Regions from separate parts of the Mus musculus genome. Here region 2 is linked to region 1. Evidence: chromatin contacts called from public Hi-C data. All regions are on one chromosome and are shown on one strand. Each heading gives the region's core, a stretch centred on a gene start, on an enhancer-like site or on the middle of the called end of the contact. The rest is flanking DNA. Distances are from core to core; before and after follow the strand shown. Region 1 holds the start of Gpc6 (glypican 6). Region 2 overlaps Gpc6 (glypican 6).

Region 1 (5,276 bases), core at 1,638-4,137:
GGACTCAGAGCTGTTAACAGTCTGTGATTTTTTTTTTAAACAATGGGGAAGACAAAAAGTATACAAGCAAAGCCCTCTGCAGTTAACTCCTGGACAATGAGTACAGCCACTGAGAATAGTCTCCTGCAAAGTAATTGGTGACTACAGAAATGATTTACAATAGCCATCTGCCCCATAGCCAGGCGCCCGGACGGTGCCGAGGGTCAAGGCAAGTCTCCTGAGAGTCTCAGAATCTACTAAAGAATACCGATGCAATTTAAAAATACTTTGCTGTTTTCTTCTTGAAGATATCTTATCTTCTGAAATCATGTTGGGAAATATGTGTGTTTAAAAGATGCAGTTTTAAAATGGCCAGATTAGAGGAGAAAAAAAACGAGTTCCTAGAAGGGAGCCCAACTCTAAACGTTTTAAAAGTTGAATTTCCTGAGATGTGGTGAGTTAAAAAGGTGAAGCTGATCCTTATCAATTAATTAGAAAGAATGAAATAACAGTAGACAAAGGGAATGGTGGTTAAGAAACTTAAGGAGTTGCAGGAGCACTGCCTTTCTAGTCATTGATTAACAAATTAGGGAGTGCTCAAGTCGGGTGGGCGAAATCCCAGAGACTGAAGAGTAAGTATTCTTATAATTCACTACACTTTCTCAAGCTTACTAGATCCAGGGAACGGAACGCCTAGCTGTGAATTGGGGAGAGGGTGCGGAAGGGGGAAGGGGGCTCCTTCTACATAAAGCACCACGCTGTTTATGATACATAAGCGTGGTTTGTTTTCCTTTTAGTAATACCCAAATTGATAGAAATATAAGTAAAGACCCTCACCCCAGCGTTTCGAAGCCGATCGTCATAAAGCATTAATTCCACAACGTATTAAAAACTAAGATGTTTTACGATATTTGCAAGTGTTTTCCTTTAGTCCACCAGTTCTTTGGAAAAACAGTGTCTGGTGGAGATCTAGCGATCTGAGGTCACATAGGACGACTTCAGCTACCCGGTTTGAGCAGCCCGCGCCCTCACAGCATCCCTAGTCTCCCCTTGGCCTCTTTCAGCTCGGCTCCCTAGCAGCCAAAGGATTATCTGTCCCCGACACGTTTCATTCACAGAGCCCCAAAGAAGCTAGGAGTCGGTTGGCGCTAAGAGCTGGAAAACACACACCCAGGCTGCTCTGCAAGTTGCTGCTCCGGCAGAGGGTGGGGGCTCGAGAGCTCGGGAGGAAGGAATGCTTGTGACCAGGAGAGCCGGAGAACCTGAAGTGCAGACCCCGGAGACGAACGCCCCCATCGGGTCACTTGCTTAAGTTGGCTCCGCGTGCACCAGCCGGCCAGAGCGGGAGGCCATGCTCGGGACCCGGCGCCACGCCGGGTGGCCCGGTTGTCTCCTCAGCCCGAGTGACCAACCGCAGTCCGGGAAGCACTGGGGCACCCTAATGGGAAAGTCCGCCCCAAATCTGAAGCAGACAGAGTACTAAGACACCTCCTCCAACTGCCTCGGGACTCCAACGTGCAGATCCTAGAGACCCGAGCAATGGGTCCCCTTAGTGGCCCGTCCCCAGCCCAGGAGCCGGGCGCCCAGTCCCTGGAAAGGACCTGGAGAGCAGAGAGCTTGAGTAGGGGAATCTCCGCGTCTCTCCACCGCCCCCGCCGGCGCGAAGGCGGGAGTGGAGAAGGCGCCACTCAGACGGTGGCGCTGAGCAAACTGCGGCCGCAGTTCTCCCAAGTTTGCCCCAGCGAGGGGGATGCTATGGGCGCCCGGCTCCGCTTTCTGCCTCCGCTAGCCGTCCTCACTCCACCGTCCTTTGCTCCAGCGGCCGGGCCAGGCTCTAGGCCAGCCACGGAGGTAGCAGGGCGCGGGAGCAAATGCAGGGAGAGAGGGGCGAGGGACGAGGGTGCTCCCGCGTGTGCACACAATGAGGCGGCGGGCACGCACACCTTCCTCCCGCCCGAAAAACGGGATCAGCCTCCGCCGCCTGGATGCAGGGACGCGGGGTCCCTGGGAGGTACCCGCAGAAAGTGAGCACCAACTGAGCAACAGGGGGTAGGGAGAGGGCGCCCCGCCGCCTCTCGGGGCTGCAGCGGGCCCGGGGCCCACGCTTACCTGCGATCTCCTGGTAGGGGATGTCCGCCAGGCTGAATCCCTTGGCACCGTAAGCCTGACGGACCTCGCTGCAGCTCCGAGCCTTCACGTCCGCCGCGGCCGGGAGGGTCAGCAGCAGCCCGGAGAGAGGAAGAATCACAGCCCGGATCCAAGAAGGCATGGTGCAACATGCAAGTCCACCTCGGCAGCCCCCAGCTCCCTGTGCGCTCTTCACCTTGCCCCTCGAGCCGAAAGCCCGCCAGAGCCTGCGGCGCGCTCCTTAGCCGCTGCCCAGCGTCACCCCCTTCCGCCAGCCGAGGGGACGAGCCGCGCAGACCTCTGGACTGCACTCAGCAAACTTTTATAAGCCAGATGGAGGATGGCAAGCCAACCAGGGCTGCCTTGGGAAGGCTGCCGGCTCCGCTAGCCACTCCGGTAGAAAATCGTTGGAGAAAGAGGAGAAAAGAGGAAAAGGCAAAGAAATGTCTTTTTTTTTTTTTAAACACCACAGTAGGGGTGTTCAGCCCTGCGGTCCGAGTTCCGAGCCGCAGAGTCGTGGAGCGCTGCGAGCTCGCCTATCCAGTGTGCGCGACGAAGGTGGGACCGCGCGCCGGCTCCCCCCACCCCGAGGGAGATGGACAGGCCGGCGCGAGTGTGAGCGCGCGTGTTTGTGGGTGTGAACGCGGGGCTCTCGGGGAGGTGTGTGCGTGGAGGTATGTGATGGAGATGTACGGGATCGAGGGGAAACCTCAGCTTCACATAGACTGAGGGAGCCAGTGAGAGTCTTCTTGAAATGGGAAGAGAGAAAATCCTGGAGACTGACACAGGAGGCAAGAGGGAAGGAGAAAGGAGGGGAGGGAGAGAGGGAGAAACGTGCTACCCAGTGCACAGCCGAAATTCAGAGGCAGAGTCGGCCGCAAAACCTGGAATGGATCGCGAGCCACTAGGCAGGAGGGGAAAGATTACCAGCAAAAGGTCCCTATTTTCTCAATCACTTTATGGCCTCCACACACTTCCGAGATGTTCCCTTTCCTGATATAAACAAACCACCAAAAAAGACAAAGTGTTTGAGGAGAGTAAATGTTATCACGCTATATTTTTCTGGAGATAAAGAATATTGCATTTCCAATTGTTGCTCTTGCCCCAGTGTACCTAACACAAAGCCAGGGAAGAAATGAGCAGAAAAGAAACCTAGGAACGGGGCCAAAGCCACCTCTCTAGGTGGTAGCTGCTTTCGGCTCATCTTAATGTTTTGTTTTGTTTTGTTTTTTCCTAAGAACAGATAGAGGGCCATAGGTCTTTACTCCTCTCCTGTCGGCTCTCTCTCTCTCTCTCTCTCTCTCTCTCTCACACACACACACACACACACACATACACACAAAGAGGGAAGGAGAGAGAGAGAGAGAGAGAGAGAGAGAGAGAGAGAGAGAGAGAGAGAGAGGTTCCACCTACAAAACACTGGATTCTTAAATCACTAGGCTTAGGGCATGTGAAGATAAAACAATGGCTGCTGGCCATGCAAGAAACAGGACCCCAGGAGGGACAAGGTGTTGTAATCTTCTCTCATCAGATTCTCTCAAACACTATAACCTTAACATTTTCTCCCAAGTTCTCAGAAGTCTGTGAAATGGGATGCAAGTGAAAATTCGGGTTTAACCAACTTCCTGAGCCTTTCTTCACGCTAATGAGCACAGAGATCAAATATACTTAAGTCTGCCCTGAAACCCACAGCTCCTGAAACTAACCAATCAGAAAAAGAAGAAAAGAAATGCTATCCAGTAGTGAGGCCTTGTGGACACTGGTCTCCCAGTTCCTGAGAAGTCAGTACAGGGTCAGGCCTAGTTCTGTAGTACTGAAGTATAAATCTGCAGGATGCTGGTTTCCTGATGACTGGTGACCAGAGCGACTCCTGGAGCCTAAATCCTTGCATTTGCCTCTATCCTAGGCACCTTCGTTACTGTCGGAATTGTTCAGCACATCTTCTTTTCCAAGAACTCCTCTTTAGCCCGTCATCCTCCTTATAGAGTGATAGAGTGCTTGCTTGTCGCATCTTCAAAAGTTCATACAAAATGCTAGCGCTCAGGGAACAGAAAGAAGTCTAGTCTAGTTGAGGAGCTTTAAGCCATTTGCAGTCAGTCTCCAAGGAGGTAGTCAGGGGGCTGAAGGGATAGATGGCTCAGCAGTTAAGATCACATGTTGTTCTTGAGAGGACAAGAGTTTGATTCTCAGCTCCCCAACAATATGGCTCACAAACAAACTCCTGTAATTCCAGTTCCAGAGATATCTGACCCCTCTGGCCTCTGGAAACACATACACACACACACACACACACACACACACACACACACACACACACACGCACACACACACACTTTCAAGAAGGTAGATAGCAATTCTGAGCACACACCAAAGGTTGTGTACACTGGCAAACACATATGCATCAAAAAGGCCATTGAGTGAGGTGGGTCATGATGATTACCTGAAGTTTGGCTAATCCTCTTATATTTGACGAGCACTCCATACTCCTATAAGTCAGTAGCTGTTGCCACTGTAGACTTGTAAGAAGGCTAACACACAGAATATTACCAGATTCAGCAAGCATAAAGAGATGAGCTTAATTCTACTGGAAGGGTCAACAAGTTTGGGGCTGTTTTGTGAACTTTAGTCAGAGCAAGGACTTAGGTCATTTGCCTAGCCCACATATTGTGTAATACGGCATTGTTCGAAGTGGTGTTAAAGGAATGAGGCCAGGATTCTACCTGAGGCCACAGCTTGATGAGGCATGGCAATGGGAAGGGGATGTGATAGAAATCCGTTGAGAATAAGAGAGTATCTATGACTTAGGTAAACCTGTTGACCAAGGTCTTGAATGACAGCTGCCACGTCTATACCAGGCAGAGTAAGGAAAAGGAAGATGGAAGAATATTATTCAGAGGAAGCAAACAGAGAAAGGAGATTTAGTAGGCGGCTAGAAGGTACACTGGAATCATTGTGCCAGTTTTAGGTATTTGAGGCTTAAGCTAGAGAGATGGGAAATGGGAAGAATGTGTGTGAAGATAAGCTTTGAAGACTGGATTTGTATGATATAATGTTTGGTTCAATAGACAAAAAAAAAAAAAAAAAAAAAAAAAGATTATTGAAATGCCGGCATCGGGTCTTGTTGGAAACGCAGATTATGGCCACTAAGACTCCTGTTTCCGATCCATTTT
Region 2 (5,276 bases), core at 1,072-3,571, 120 kb before region 1:
TCCAAAAATAGTTTAGACTTTTAATGTCATTTACATCCGAGTTAGAAAAATAATCAGGAAAATAATAATTCATGAATAATTAAGTAGCTCTGATGCCATATTAGAGAGGAGCTATCTTTAATTTAAGAAGCATGAGTTAATATGGATTTCAAAGAATGTAGGGAGGGGGGAGGGAGCTATTAAAGGGGCAGTCTAATAGAAGAATTGATTGCTTATCAATGACAAAATCATCACTGATTGAGATCTACTATACTCCTCAAACATACGATGATTGGAGCTTTAAAAAAAAAATCAAGGACCAGACACATCATGATGTAATTCTTGTCTGTGAACACAGGCTCATTTTGAATAAAAGAATCATTTTTCTGCAAAGAAAGACTCAAATGAGGGTTTATGTTTTACTAAATATAACAACAGTGAAACAGAAAGGGTGACCACAAGGATTGTATTTAACTTAGAAAGAAGATAGGTTTGAAAATTACAGTATTTATATAATATTTTCATCTCACTGCTTACCCACATGTATACAACCTAATATTCAAAAAAAAGGGAGACTGGGGGAAGTTGCATTATTGAGTGGCTGTGGCACCAGATTTCCAAATGTCAACAAAGTCCCATTAGTACTTAAGCCAAGATCCCTCTGGCCTGTCTTTATCTTCTCTCTATGCATCCTTTCTGTGGCTATTTATGTATTACCATTCAAAACATGAACGTGGAGAACTGACTTCCAGTATTAGAACATGATTTCAGATAAACTCCTTAAGTAGCAGTTTCATAAATGGCCATGTTCTTGTTATCTTCTCTTGTTGCACAACTGTAAAATTAATTGATCACAGAAAATGTTCTTGGCCAGGCTTCTTAAGGTCAGTTTTCTTCTCACATCTACCCTATAATCCCAAAATATCCCAAGACAAAGAATCGATTGGGATAAACAGATGCACTGTAGAGATTTTCTAGCTCAACTCCCATGTTCCAAATGCCTGAGTTTTTACTGAAACCAGTACAGAGATCTTTAAGGGCATTGATTTCTGAGTTTTATTAGGCTGTCCTAAGGGGTTCTGGTAGCAACCTCAATTCCACCTTCTTCATTAGGTCACCAGAGTAAAAGCTTCCTGTGGGTGGCAATTGTACCTGAGGTATCCTGAAGTCACAGGACATATCTTGGACTTTTAGATGCTCATTCAATTGCTAAATTCTGTTCTACAAAATATGAATGGTTCTGAGTTGTCCTTGGGTTATATTTAAAAAAAATAAATAAATGAATAGAGAATAAAGACAAATGTTTTATTTGCTTAATACCATGTAATGAGAAACACAGGAAACTGGCCACAGACTTAACTATGGAATTATAATTGTTCCTCCAGCCTACTTTTTCATTTGAGACAATAATTACATCATTTGTCCATCTCCCCCTATCCCGGGCTTTGTCCTCTCTAAGCCCTCCCATATATCTTTCCCTGCTTCTTTCATTCATGTCCTCTGTTTCTCATTAATTACTGTGACATGACTATTCATAAAGAAGAAGAGAGTCTAGGATGCCTCGATCGAACCCATATAAGGAACTATAGGCAACTAAGGAATATTGAGAGTGGGAGAAATTATCTTCTCTGGGGACAAGGACACTAATGGGTTCTCCTACACCAGGTGTCCCACCTTGACCACAAACCCATGAGTGACATTCCACAAATGGAGCAACTCACTTTTTGATCACCGATTCTCTATCATTCTAACTGCATTTTTGGTCCTGATTATTATGAAAGATGACACACCAATTTGAGAAAAATAGATGGTGAGAGTCTCACAGGTTCAACACACACACATCCATCTCACAGGGCTTCCTGTGCTATTTCTTGAGGATGGTGGTGTATGTAAATTATCACTCATTTTCTTTCTTAGTTTGTTTGTATTTTAGTTACCAGGAGAAGAAAATGCCAAAATAAAAGCTAATGTAAACTGGCCTCTGAATAATTCCATGTTTAGAGTTTAACAAAGATGTCAAGCACTCCCTACTAAGAGGCTATTAATTCTGCAAGCAGAGGCTCACAGTGAGAAGAGGTTGTGTTTTGGTGTCTTTATTTCAGTATAATCTGGAATGTATTCCTTTGCATTTAAATGGACCGAAAGGGACTAAAACATTAACTTGGGGTTCATTAAAAGTAAGCAGAATTCTGTCCATTCATTACATCCACCCCCAAAGCTTCCTCTAGTGAGAGACAGAATCACCAGTAGAAACAGCTGGGTCCGCGTGGTTCCATGCTGTTGGAACACCATTGTCTGGTAGGCTTAATGTCACGTCTGTACTGTTATATACCACAGAGGGAGAAGCCGAGATGCATGCAGCAGGGCGGCTGGCTAACATTCTGTAGCTAATTACACAGAGCTCCATGGCAATGCTGAAGGAAGGACAACACTGCATATGTCTCAGAAGGGAATAGAAAGATATTTTGTTTATAGCCACCCATCTGTCTGGTTTAACAAAGCTATAGAGAAATGCAAGGCACCATTTAGTGTGTCCTTCAAAAATGATTTTCTCATCATCTACTTTCTATTGGTATCCTCTCAGCAACAGGCTAATAGACTGTTCCCATCTTACCAACAATAACATCCCTGATTTTCTCAAGTTCCTTCTGCAGTCAGGTTCCTCTAATAGAAGCCACATCTACACAAATTATTGACTTGTGTAATAAAGGCTAATTCATATTTTTTCTAAATGCAAGATAGGAAGGCTTTAAAAAGTCTCTTCAGTTAGACCTATGTGTGCTTACCAAGGTTTTGCAACGAGTAGATAGACCTTATATGACTGCATTGGAAACCACCAAAATGAATATCCAGGCATAACATTTGCTCTGTGCTTAAGTGAGATACAGAGGTGTTCACTGGCTTGCCTGAAGTCCCAACAGTGATTGCAAGCATAGCCCCATGCCTACATATTAGACATGTTGTTTTCATCACCTTCTGCCCATTGCTTCTCCAGCCTTCTAAAGAATGAAACATTAACAGGGACTCGAGGTCTGCAGAGACTGCCATGTAAGAGTGAAGCTGAAAAGGCCCAACATGAACTGCTGGCTCTTCCAGGAGAAGGTGATTTCTGCCTCCCTTAAGATTGCTAAAACTTTCTTTATATATGTTGGATATTAGTCCCCTATCTGATTTAGGATAGGTAAAGATCCTTTCCCAATCTGTTGGTGGTCTTTTTGTCTTATTGACGGTGTCTTTTGCCTTGCAGAAACTTTGGAGTTTCATTAGGTCCCATTTGTCAATTCTCGATCTTACAGCACATGCCATTGCTGTTCTGTTCAGGAATTTTTCCCCTGTGCCCATATCTTCAAGGCTTTTCCCCACTTTCTCCTCTATAAGTTTCAGTGTCTCTGGTTTTATGTGAAGTTCCTTGATCCACTTAGATTTGACCTTAGTACAAGGAGATAAGTATGGATCGATTCGCATTCTTCTACATGATAACAACCAGTTGTGCCAGCACCAATTGTTGAAAATGCTGTCTTTCTTCCACTGGATGGTTTTAGCTCCCTTGTCGAAGATCAAGTGACCATAGGTGTGTGGGTTCATTTCTGGGTCTTCAATTCTATTCCATTGGTCTACTGGTCTGTCTCTATACCAGTACCATGCAGTTTTTATCACAATTGCCCCAGTCAAAATGGCTAAGATCAAAAATTCAGGTGACAGCAGATGCTGGCGTGGATGTGGAGAAAGAGGAACACTCCTCCATTGTTGGTGGGATTGCAGGCTTGTACAACCACTCTGGAAATCAGTCTGGCGGTTCCTCAGAAAATTGGACATAGTACTACCGGAGGATCCAGCAATACCTCTCCTGGGCATATATCCAGAAGATGCCCCAACTGGTAAGAAGGACACATGCTCCACTATGTTCATAGCAGCCTTATTTATAATAGCCAGAAGCTGGAAAGAACCCAGATGCCCCTCAACAGAGGAATGGATACAGAAAATATGGTACATCTACACAATGGAGTACTACTCAGCTATTAAAAAGAATGAATTTATGAAATTCCTAGCCAAATGGATGGACCTGGAGGGCATCATCCTGAGTGAGGTAACACATTCACAAAGAAACTCACACAATATGTACTCACTGATAAGTGGATATTAGCCCCAAACCTAGGATTCCCAAGATATAAGGTACAATTTGCTAAACACATGAAACTCAAGAAGAATGAAGACTGAAGTGTGGACACTATGCCCCTCTTTAGAATTGGGAACAAAACACCCATGGAAGGAGTTACAGAGACAAAGTTTGGAGCTGAGATGAAAGGATGGACCATGTAGAGTCTGCCATATCCAGGGATCCACCCCATAATCAGCATCCAAACGCTGACACCATTGCATACCCTAGCAAGATTTTGCTGAAAGGACCCAGGTGTAGCTGTCTCTTGTGAGACTATGCCGGGGCCTAGCAAACACAGAAGTGGATGCTCACAGTCAGCTAATGGATGGATCACAGGGCTCCCAATGGAGGAGCTAGAGAAAGAACCCAAGGAGCTAAAGGGATCTGCAACCCTATAGGTGGAACAATATTATGAACTAACCAGTACCCCGGAGCTCTTGACTCTAGCTGCATATGTATCAAAAGATGGCCTAGTTGGCCATCACTGGAAACAGAGGCCCATTGGACACGCAAACTTTGTATGCCCCAGTACAGGGGAACACCAGGGCCAAAAAGGGGGAGTGGGTGGGTAGGGGAGTGGGGGTGGGCGGGTATGGGGGACTTTTGGTATAGCATTGGAAATGTAAATGAGCTAAATACCTAATAAAAAATGGAAGGAAAAAAAAAAGATTGCTAAAACGTGCTGCCTGATTACTCTACATCCTTTTTATACTATTATCTGGGTCTTCAGTACCTGACTACAAGTAAGATATCTACAATAAAGCCTGATACAAAGGCTGATGTGTATCACACACAAACACACACATACAAACACACACACAGAGAGAGAGAGAGAGAGAGAGAGAGAGAGAGAGAGAGAGAGCATATGAAAGAATAAAATGATAAAAATCACTCTAAATATAATTCTAATGTAAATCCTTATGTCTATCAAGTCAGAAATAAGTCAAAAGGAAGTAAATACAAAGAATGTTTGATCGAGTGAGCCTGCTGTGGTTGGATCTGCAGCCTGCAGTCTAGAGAGATGAGTGGACAACATGGTAAAGAAGACAGGGACCAGATATTGTGAGCTCTGCTTTCCAGAAGAAAGGATAACTCCAACACCATGGCTTTGCCCCAGATCCCTCCCATGAGCCTTATT

Evidence for each region. Hi-C and Micro-C count contacts between places; a contact is called where the count stands out from the background.
Region 2: a Hi-C map of cortical neurons shows a contact between it and region 1, with 2.0 times the contacts expected there. The contact joins the enhancer-like site here to the promoter of Gpc6 in region 1. A contact is called at or near these places in 7 of 484 Hi-C or Micro-C datasets (the 3T3-L1 cell line, the N1E-115 cell line, cortical neurons and 3 more), 1 of 115 datasets of contacts at active chromatin or transcription factors (embryonic stem cells) and 2 of 9 other capture datasets (adipose tissue and liver).

The regions. Positions count from the first base shown.
Region 1 is chr14:116,922,908-116,928,183 of GRCm38.p6, reverse strand. It overlaps Gpc6 (glypican 6), which reads right to left and starts at 2,887. Exons shown (of 9, transcript NM_011821.3): 1 at 2,089-2,887. The coding sequence starts at 2,248.
Region 2 is chr14:117,038,261-117,043,536 of GRCm38.p6, reverse strand. All of the region lies in intron 1 of Gpc6 (glypican 6), which reads right to left. Among named protein-coding and RNA genes, the nearest start is that of Gm41246, 46 kb to the left of the region's middle. Within about 2 kb of position 2,321, at least 2 of the 459 cell types and tissues checked have an H3K27ac peak or open chromatin away from gene starts, as enhancers often do. A contact at or near this core is called in cortical neurons, where this site is marked.